Regions from separate parts of the Hordeum vulgare genome. Here region 2 is linked to region 1. A link is a contact called in public HiChIP or PLAC-seq data. All regions are on one chromosome and are shown on one strand. The core of a region is the stretch at or near the end of the contact, and the rest is flanking DNA. Distances in the headings are between cores, read along the strand shown. Region 1 holds the start of LOC123401377 (KH domain-containing protein At5g56140-like). Region 2 holds the start of LOC123404134 (enhancer of mRNA-decapping protein 4-like).

Evidence for each region. HiChIP or PLAC-seq counts read pairs in DNA pulled down with a chosen protein or histone mark.
Region 2: a contact with region 1 is called in an H3K4me3 HiChIP or PLAC-seq map of embryo, with 7 times the contacts expected there. The contact joins the promoter of LOC123404134 here to the promoter of LOC123401377 in region 1. A contact is called at or near these places in 1 of 6 Hi-C or Micro-C datasets (seedling) and 1 of 1 datasets of contacts at active chromatin or transcription factors (embryo).

What each region holds. Positions count from the first base shown.
Region 1 is chr6H:483,559,884-483,565,295 of MorexV3_pseudomolecules_assembly, forward strand. LOC123401377 (KH domain-containing protein At5g56140-like) reads left to right here and starts at 2,740. Exons shown (of 7, transcript XM_045095165.1): 1 at 2,740-3,102; 2 at 3,625-3,710. The coding sequence starts at 2,993.
Region 2 is chr6H:483,864,817-483,870,228 of MorexV3_pseudomolecules_assembly, forward strand. It overlaps LOC123404134 (enhancer of mRNA-decapping protein 4-like), which reads right to left and starts at 2,143. Exons shown (of 14, transcript XM_045098057.1): 1 at 1,289-2,143; 2 at 561-610; 3 at 188-344; 4 at 1-101. The coding sequence starts at 2,026.

The DNA of each region.
Region 1 (5,412 bases), core at 1,490-3,989:
AATTTCATACTAGTTTCTTCACTAGCGAAACTAGGTCGGGTGCTGGCATAAGATACACGTTCCGCGTTAATTATTCTTAATGACCGTGGGTGGTGGAAACGCATATGCAGATGCATGAGGGGAGAAGCTTCATTCATCACACTGTGCAGTGTACGCCCCGATGCAAGCCACATGCGTACCGACTGGCTTGTCGCGAGCCTATCGACGCATGATTTCCGCGGCTATCGGTAGCACGTAAACAAAAGCAAGGAAACTAACTAGCGACATGGCCACGCTACGGCGACGTTGATCGCCGCCATTCATTCTTATCCAGTGAAGTGAGTTGATTATTTGGCGGGCGGGGATGGGGTTTGTTTTGGGCCGAGAAATTCGGGTCTGATGGGAAATTCGGGTCAAGCAGGGATGAAACGTATCAAGAAAATCGGTTTTCTTAAGGTGAAATCAAACATTTGATGATTATATCAACCATGTGAGTCAAAGACGCCGTAATAGTAAGGAACACGTGTAACGAGAATATGACATCAGGACATGACATTCGGACAAGGGGCTCGACACGCGGCCTCATCAGGTGCCCAGTCGCCCACTCCGGCCCAGCTACGCACCTTATCAACTTGGTAGGCAGGGCCGGCCTTGACAATCTGAGGCCCCGGTGAAAGACAGAAAAATGGAACCCCCCTCACAAAAGCACCCTTATCTATATTTTCATGATCATTAGCATTGTTATTATTTTCATCTAATTGTTTATTTGGTTGTCCGGATATACTAGAGCTAGTTCCTGATTAGTACTAGCAAAACTTTTATTTGGCCTAACAAATTTGTTGATGGTCCCTTTTGGACTCTATAAATCCATTTTCTCCTTTTCTCTTTTGTTTCTTCTCATGCCGAGACTTACACTTTATAGATGATATCTCATAACACAAGAAACAAAGACTACAAAAGCTATGAGATTGAACGTTGGAAACAAAACACCTGGATCTAGTTGCCCTGGCTGCGGCTTGTCACAAACGAATCCACCAATAATCTTGCAACGACAGCAATACAATTTAGCAACAGGACCGTCTTCAGTCTCCCCTCAACCCCTCCTTGACGCCGGCCGCCAATCCCCCTCCTCCTTTTCTTCTATGGTGGACAGGCAGGAACAAATCGAATAAGACAGGGGAGATCGAATGAAAAATAGCCAGATGTTCTAAGAAATTTATAGAAAAGGAATAGGAAGTACTAAACGTTGCAAATTGTTCAAAATCAGAAAAATCATAATCTCCTCCTCTAATTATTCCGCCCACAAGGCTATAATCTACTACAAGAGAGCAACACATCATTATCGGCTTTATTATGGCAGAGGAGAAGTGAAGAACGAGGAGTCGTGGAGGCAGAGGAGAACGAGGAGTCATCGAGAAGAACGAACAGGCGTGACTCGTCGATTCCTTTATTTCCAGCAAAATTGAAGGGTGCTTATTCGATCAGGCTTTTTTTTGGTGATTACTTAAGTCAAGCTGTCGAGACGCAACTAGGCCTTCGTATATAGTACCATGTACCTAGGTGGGGTCCCTTGGCAAGTGAGGGCCATGTGCGGCCGCACGGGACGCACCTGCTCAGGACTGACCCTGTCACGGGAAAGCAAGAAAGAAGCCACACACGTACGACATGGTCCGACAGAACCAAAGGGCATAAGCCCATAAAAAAAATACAACCGTGAGCCATCTAACCCTAACTTGACCAGATTTATAAGTCGAGCTAGGGACCATCTCGGGAGATCTAACACATTTTAGATCATATATAATGCAACGGTTTTCATCTATCATTATGTTATTTCTCTTTGCCGCAAGGATAAAAGCATGTAATCCGTAAAACTGATGTCCTTCGGTCATCCTTTACGATCGTCAGTGATTACCTGAGCAAAACAACCGCCGGAGACAAGAGCAGAGTCGTACTCGATCCTCTTGAGTGCTTGAACCTAAGTAAAACGTCTATCATATCATCTCGATACACCGCTCGCACCCTTCCAACCAAGTACGTTGTCCCTCAACGGCGTTGTTGGTCTCAAGTCTCAACAACACCGACAACATGCATAGTGTGATGCCCTAGTAGTTGAAAGATGGAAAGAAAATGCAAGAAAATTTTCAACACCGATTAATGACATGATACCAACAGATTTCCTTTTGAAATCAACGATCGATTCGATTTCAATTTTAAAAAACCGATGAACAACGTGACATAAAACACGGGTGATGGCCATAGCAGGCCCCAAAACAATTTTAAAAAACTGATGAACAACGTGACATAAAACACGCGTGATGGCCATAGCAGGCCCCAAAACAGTGTCCCTCTAATCACGTCACCTAAAATCCTAAGCTTAAAACAGCGTTGTTGGCGGCAGCAGCACGGACAGCTCCCTCAGTTTCACACTCTACCTCGCTCCATGTTCACACTAGATACCTAGTACTACTACACAACGCATATACCGATATTCAGCTCGCCTAGTCTTCTAGAAGCAGCAGGTAAAACGAAATCAACCGGGCCCGATCGATCGATCGATCGATCCCGATAAAACCTCACCAACCACTGCTGCATGTTGACTCCCTCGCACGGAGCCGAGCGACTCGCCCCTCCGGAATTCCCCCAACGTCCCACCACTTTCCCGGCATTTTTTTACCGGCCGCCGAACCGAACCGAACCCGGAGAGGCGAGGAGATCAGGACCGGGCGCCGCCGCGGCCCCTCCCCTCCCCTCCCCCGCGTCCGCACCGAACTGTTCACTCACCCGCTCCGCTAGTTACCGCGTCGCGCGGCGCATCGTCATCCCCTTCCTCCCTCGCTTCCTTATAAGCCCATCGCCCGGCCTCCTCCCCCTCCCCCTCTTCCTCCTCTCGCCGCCGCCGCCATCCCGATAGAGAGAGAGAGCGTGTAGGCGCTGGGCGAGCAGGCCGCCACCGCAACCCTAGCCAGCTAGCCCAGCTAACGCCGCCGGTTGGAGAGCTGCTGCTGCTGCAGAGATGTCGTCGGGACGGTACATGGCCTACTCGCCCTCCCCGTCCACCACCCCGCACTCCCCGCGCATCTCTGGCCTCCGCGCCTCCTCCGCCGCCGTCGCCGACCAGGAGAAGTAAGCTCCCTCCTCCTCCTCCCCCCAGCTCCCCGTCTCGTCGTGTGTGCAGCGGACTAGGCTAGGCTAGACTAGACTAGAGGGTATGTGTTGCGTGTTGTTGGAGTGGCCGCCGTCGCTGACTTTGGGCGAGGCGAGGCTCCGATCGCGCCGGGGAGGCCAGATTCGGGCCCTCCCGCCGCCGATTCGGTGTTGTTTGGGTTGTCACCAAGGTTCCGCTCGCCGCTTGAATCTGATTTAGCCCGGTGAGGTACAGGGCCTTTTGGGGATCGGATCTGATTCCCCGCCGCGAGATCTCCCCTTTGCGGCAACCATTGCGTCCTGTCGTGGTTTCGCTGCTTGAATCAAACATGCCAGCCGCTCACCTCGGCCGGGGTTCCCTTTGCTGATCGGCTTGTGATTCTGTACCTCTTGATCCAGGGGGGATTTGCTGGTTATTCACCAAATTAAAGCTGACTAGGCTGTGCTGTACGATAAGTGTGGCAGATGATGAGTAATAATGGTCCTTTGTTTTTCTACCAGGTACCTTGCGGAACTGCTCGCGGAGCGCCACAAGCTGAACCCGTTTGTCCCGGTGCTCCCTCATAGCATCCGCTTGCTGAATCAAGGTGAGCTCTCATGTAATCATGCCATTTGTGTTATTCTGATATAGCATCTGCGTGCTGGTCCAGTTGCTGCCTCTTCCACACGATTCGGAATATTCTGTCGTGATGGCGAGAATATTTGACTTTCGTGTACCTCTGATTTGTTGCTTATGGTGGTTAGCCTTTTTCCTACAAAGGAAGTTGTTTTCATCTGCAGCTGAGCTAGATTTGCCACAAAATCAGTCATTCTTGTTGTGTGCATTTACTTTGTACATATTGTGTGGTGGGATATGCTTTTATTCTACTGTGGTTGTTGCTTCTGTTTGTTTTATAAAATGAGTAACAATATGCTTTTATTTTACCTTGCTGCTGCTTCATTCATGATTGCTGTTTAGCTAACCACTACACTGGTGCTCCCCCCTGCTTGTTTATGTTTAACCACTACACTGGAGTATTGCCTTGGCAAATGATTAGAACTCTTAATATCTTTTGTCTTCACCACCCTACCTACCACTACCCCACCTCGCCACTCATCATCTGCTTTTGTTTAGACTCTTAATCTTTATCTCCATGAATTCATGCACTCAGCCACAGCTCTACATGCCTAATCTTCTTTATGAGCATGGTGTCCCACGACCATCTCATTGTAGCTTAGTCTTAGATGAATGGCTTCACTAACTTGGCTGAGGCTTGCTGGACTACATTGACTGTCTCATTCAGCAACCTGATGGCGGCATGCTTTTTGAAAGTACTAACTTGCATAGTACCTCATTTTCTATCGCGTCCCAATGTGTCAGGATCATCAGTGAGCTTGAAGCCGTGCAATTTTCTGTTGTCGGCAGCATATCTATGATTGATAAATTCATGCGGTGGTGCCAATACATCTGAGTTATTAACTTGTTACTTCTAACACCTTTTGAGTCTGTGAGTGGCCATTACATTTGCCTCGTTAAGTAATATCTGCAGCCAAAATTGCTACAAACAAGTGAATTTATTAGTTCATATTGTTAGTCACTGTGTTCATACACAGCATTGCTGGATTGTTCAATGATGGGATTGGGTTTTAGTTTGTGATTTATGGTTCATCTTTGAATTTTTGTGCTATTTTGACTGCATTGAGGATTAGAATCAAACATAGTGTTTGCCATGGGTCCATGCTTTTGATAAGGGCGTCCCAAATTCACATTATTGTCCTGTTTGAGAAGCGGGATGTTTTTAATCATTCTTCGCATTTAGTTCAAAGTCGAACTACATTCTGAAGATTTGTAATACATCCTCCTCTTCTAAATAACTCTTGGACTGGTAAGAGGATAACAAAACCATTGTGCCGATACTTTGGTGTCATGGGTTTTAGGTCAAGGTTAAGGGATGCATGACAGCATCTATTTCTATAAATGAAGTTTAGTTAGGATTACTTCCCCCAGAGATAATATAGGATTAGATTGTATCTGGTTGGTGAAGATATGATTATTAGATCTGTTAGAGATGTATGGTTGAGGGGCTAAGCATGTCATGCCTATAAAAGAGACAGCATGTACCCTATTATCATTAAGGAATGAAATCCTTAACGTGGTGGTTTAGAGAGTTACTAGCGGACTCCCTCATTGCTCAATGACAATAGGTACACGGCATCTGTTGTGTAGGGGATAGCCTACTTAGTATCTAATTAACTAATCTCTAATAGATCATCATCATATATTAGCTAATATAAATGCAGTCTAATCTT
Region 2 (5,412 bases), core at 893-3,392, 300 kb after region 1:
TGACATTTGATAGGTTCTTCAGCGGTAAAGTCTCTTCCCCTGCCCACTTTAGTTGTATCTATTCTTAAGACGCAGTTTCTGATTCCAACAAACAGAAGTTCCTGTACGAGAAACACGCAACTCCATTAGTAAGTTGAGATGCAAAATGAACTTGGAGGTGGCAAATGTTATATAAATGATGCCTTACTTGCTTATGAGAGTGCCAACATATTCTTGGATGGTAAGCTTCGGCATCACCTACAATTTGTATGGCAACTTCTATCTTTCCTGTAATTTGTGGCTTATTTTCTGCATCGGGCCCCTCATCAATCCTCCACACGTATATCCGTCCATCCACACTTGCGCTGCAGAAGAACAGAGCAAGTTAGCATATATGACCCACGCAATAATAAAGAATACGGATAACGATTAGATGTTTGATATATTGTAAATAATAAAGAGGCATGGCCCCAGAACAAATGTTAAATATGTGACCTCCAAAGGAGAGTGAAGATAACTTTTTGTTCTGCTGCCAACTGGGTGAACAAATTCATGCTGTGTTATTGTTCAGTACACAGTACCTTGCTAAACGATGGACGTCCTCAGCGAAGAAAGCCATATCCGTGACCCTCTAAAGAAGAAAGAACACAAGTCATAAGAAACAGATGCACTTTCATATACTTGGTAAAATTCATACCCACATGAAAGTAAGGAGTGAATAACCAGTTATCATCTAAAGATATTAACAAATATTGACATCAGAAATCCTCAGTCACTTCCTTGAGCATTTAAATTGCAGGACAGTTTTACATAGACTATTTTGTAAATTAAAATAGCTGAATATGAGCACACAAGCAAACAACCACACAGTAACAGCCTAGTGGGTAGTGGTTATTTCATGAGTAGAATGTTCAAATTCACTGAAATAAGCCCATTCAGCTTTCTTAACGATCTAAGAAGCATAATACCAGAATTAACATATCTATTACAGTATTACATAGTTAATTCACCAACCCCGCCATGGCATCAAATACGAATAACAATGTATCGGATGTTGTTTTAAAAATAGCATGCAACTGAATGAGTTGATAACAAAATATCTGAAAAATGACTGCACTGGAAAATGTATAAGGTATGTTATTCTATCGTATGGGCAATGCAGTATTTACACGTCGAAATTTTCAGATCCCTCCCCACTGCTGAAGGCGTCATGCATCATTAACACCCACTACCCAGCGATTCAATTTCTCAATGAGCATTTCTACACAGAACTAACCGATAACTAATCTCGCTGGACTAAAATATATACCTGTGTATGGCCACGGAGCAGTGAGCGAAGCGCGGTGTTGATGTTTAGCACACGGATGTTCCCCAGCTTGAGCCCATACACGATGTACGTCCGGTTCACAGCGATCTGCCTGCCCAGCACAAGACCTGGGTCTGACGTGTACTTGGTGATCGGCGTCACCTCCAGCTGTGGAGGCTGCGCCTCCCCAGGCAGCCTCGAGTCAACGTTGTGCACCGCCTTGTCCCCGCCACCCAGAAGCCGCCCTCTCGGCACCTTGCTGCTGGTGCTGCTGAGCATCCTCGCCGGCGGCGCGGATGGCATCGCCGGGAGCGGCGACGGCTGCGCGGCGGCGAACTCGGACGACGGCGGGGGCATAGATACCGCGGACTCGAGGTGGCCCGAGCCGGAGCTGCCGAGCAGCTGCATGAGGCGGGCGCCCGGGTTGGCGCCCGCGGCGGCCATGGGGTTAGCGCTCGGGTTGGGGTTCGCGTTCGGGTTCGGCATGGGGAAGGGGATGACCGGGCGGGGCATGGGGGGCTGGGGATCCTGCGGGTAGTGGAGGTAGGGGCGGAGGTGGAAGGGAGGGGTGGCCGGGGGGTAGGAGTAAGGGCCGGAGGGCGGCGGCGGGCCGGCGGCGCCGGGGAACATGGGCGCGGCCGTCGGCGCGGGGTTGGGAGGCGGCCTGAAGAGCATGGCCATCTCGAAGGGGGGATTGGGGTTGCCGGGGTTCGGGTTAGGGTTTCCGGCTGGAGACGCCATTGGAGGCGGCAGTGGAGTAGATCTGGGGGGGAAGTGGGGGTGAGAGAGGGGATGGGTCGGAGGTGCGGCGGAGCGGAAGACCAGAAGTGCAGGTCGAGGTGGGAGGCGGCGATTGTTTTCTCTCGCCTTTGCGCCCTCGCTGTTTCGCTTTATTTTGACGAGGATCTTTGAGAACTCAAATGTTGCAGTGCCGTCAGTTTTTCCTTCTGTTTGACTTTACTTCTATATAAAAAAATAAAAATGCTCTCTACCCCAGATATAGGGCAGCTTAACCCTAAAAATATATAGGGCATGTGCCTTAGGGCCTGTTTGGGACCATTTCGTCCTTAAAATTCAGCTCTGCTTTTAAAAACATAAGCCAAACGTGATAGCTTTATTGTTTGCCGTTTTGAAAAAACTATAATCTGAGATACAACTTCATGTTTTTTATGAACCTCTTTAGGAGGTGCTTCAAAAAAATATGAAAGTTGAAGTCGACAGGAAATTACCCATCACTGCAACCAGTAAGTGGATGTTTTTTTTTCTCCCCATTCATCCAATCGGATATATCCTCTCTATCAAATTTTTTATTTTTAAAGCTGGAGCTGAATAAAAGCCAAACACTCTTTTTAAAATAGTTACAACTTCTATATAGGGCTTCAAAGTGTATTTGATGGAGCAGAATTGAATTTTATGAAATAGAGTAGTCTTAAACAGACCCTTAATATTTTGCACTTCTTTTCTCCGTTATATATACAGGGTATATCGGAAATTGATCCATTTTTGTAAACCAAAGCATGCAGAGCATTTGTCGCTAGCAACTCCCCGAGCCAATGCATGAAGTCTAAATGACCCTTCTCGCTCCGTTATACATTAGTTTAGGGTATATATGGTGCCTAATAAATCAAACAATCGACCCGGTCCTTACTCTGCGGCAGTGGAATATCAGGTTTCTACGAGGTGCGAAACGCAAACCCCTTCTCCTTTCTCCAAGTACTACTTCATACTACCGTCCGATTCTTTTATGCTTTCCATGCGAGAGGGAAAATAAACATGTCACGAGTGGATTTTGCTTCGAGAGGTCAATGCGGTGCTAGTTTATAGTTATTTCAAGATCGGATCCGACGGTGCAGATCGAGGCTACGCCTGCACAGGCGAAATGGAGCCGCACGATTGGCATGGGCTGGGCGCCGGCAACGGCACGGCCTGCCGCAGGAGGCCGCATGCAGGCGTGCAGCAGCGCTCGAGGGCGAATGGTACGGCTGCACATGCTCCGGGCGGTGCATGCATGCATATAGATTGATGCATCTCGAGCGCAAGTGGCACTGCCACATGATGCAGCATCGCTCTCCTAAAAAAACTTATATTTAGGAATGGAGGGAGTACATTCGTATGTAGTTCATTAATGAAACCTCTTTAAAGACTTATATTTAGAAACGGAGGGAGTACATACAAAGCAAAATAAATGAATCTACACTCTAATATATGTCTATATACATTCGTATGTAGTTCGTAGTGAAATCTCTTAAAAAAACTTATATTTAAGAACCGAGGGAGTACACTGCATATACTATTGAGGTAATATCAGTGGCAGGCATGAAAAGTTTAGTGCCAAAAGTTGTAAAATACGTCATTGCAGTCACATAATTTGTTCACTTCATTGCATATACTATTGATGGAACTTGCATCTCATGTTCAGTTTAATGTTAAAAGTTGCAAAATACTCCCTCCGTTCTTAAATATGAAACCTTTTAGAGATTTTACTATAGACTACATACGAAGTAAAATGAGTGAATTTACATTTTAAAATATGTCTATATACATCCGTATATAGTATATAGTTCATAATAAAATCTTTAAAATATCTTATATTTAGTAACGAAAAAAGTACGTCATTGCAGTTACATAATTTGCCTATGCGTGCACATAGAGGGCAAAAAAAATTGTTCTAACCTAAAGCACAAAGAAAATGCAAATCCGACCCTAGTTTAAAAATACGTTCAAATCTAACCTCTTTGCGTGACGCCATCCACCGTGGCGTTTGGGTTGCAAAGGAGACGCCAGGCACACCGGCGTCTGGCACGGGCCCGCTCCATTCCCTCCTTTCGTTGACCGGCTGACGTGGCAAAGGGTGAGACGCCAGGGGCCACGGCGTCTGGTCCCAACCCAAACGCCAGGCCTCGTGGCGTCTGGCCCCCTGAGCCAGCATCTGTTTTCTTCCCCTCCCGGAGGTCCAAACGCCATGGTCTATGGCGTTCCCCCACTGATGCCCAAACGCCATGCCTCATGGCGTCTGCCCCCCCCCCCCCCCGAGCAAGCATCTGCATTCTTCCCCTCCCTAGGCCCAAACGCGAGGAACCCTGGCATCTGGTCCCTGAACCATGCTTTTATATATTGTGGAGTGTTGGTGCGGGTCCCACCACACTCACTTTCCCCATTCATTCACCCTGAGCTTGCCGCTTCTATTCTGCTCTCCTCCTATCTCCTTCCCCTCAAAGACACCCATCGAATCCTCGCAAAAAGGTGATTCCCTAACATAAATCTTTCCATAACTTTGTTCCTTGTAGTATTCTCCTCCGATTCATCCATTTTTTTTGTTAAATCTTCTTATTATGCTACATTTTTTACATCTTAAAGAAACCCTACCTCAAACTTGTGTGTATTGAATAGTCATTCTCCGAAATGCAGGGTGAGACCGTTCATTTACGTTGAGGTTTCTGCTGAGGCGGCGGCTCAGCGTGAACGCGAATTTATTGAGGAAAAAAGAACTACTGGGTGGCAGCCGTTGATGCGTTGAATGCGGCGTGTAGAGACTTTTCAAACTACTGTTTTAGTAAGGACGTTGCGAAAAAATAATTGACAAAAAGGAGAGCGAGATCAAAAAGTTGAAGAAGAGGGAAAAAGATTGTCGACGTGATCTTGCAATGCAAGTTGCACCGTGTGCAACAAGGGAAGAACATGAGCAGTTTAACATTCAAACCCATGGCCAGGTCATTGATTGGTTAGTGAGGCAAACCTTTTCGCCACTGCCGAAGCAGGCTTCTCGTTGGGCATGGGTCAAAGAAAGAAATGTTGTCATTTGTTGTAATCCTAGACCTAACGACAATTAGCCTATGTAATTTTTGTCATTTGGAACTATAATGGCATGTATCCATCAGCCTGTTATGTAATCTTTATCATTTGAACTATGTAATATTTATCATTTGAACTATGCAATCTTTATCATTTCAACTATGTAATCTTTATCGTTTCAACTATGTAATCTTTATCATTTGAACTATGCAATCTTTATCATTCCAACTATGTAATCTTTATCATTTGAACTATGTAATCTTTATCATTCCAACTATGTAATCTTTATCATTCATAACAAGTACACAAACTAAAGATAACATAACAGGTGCACT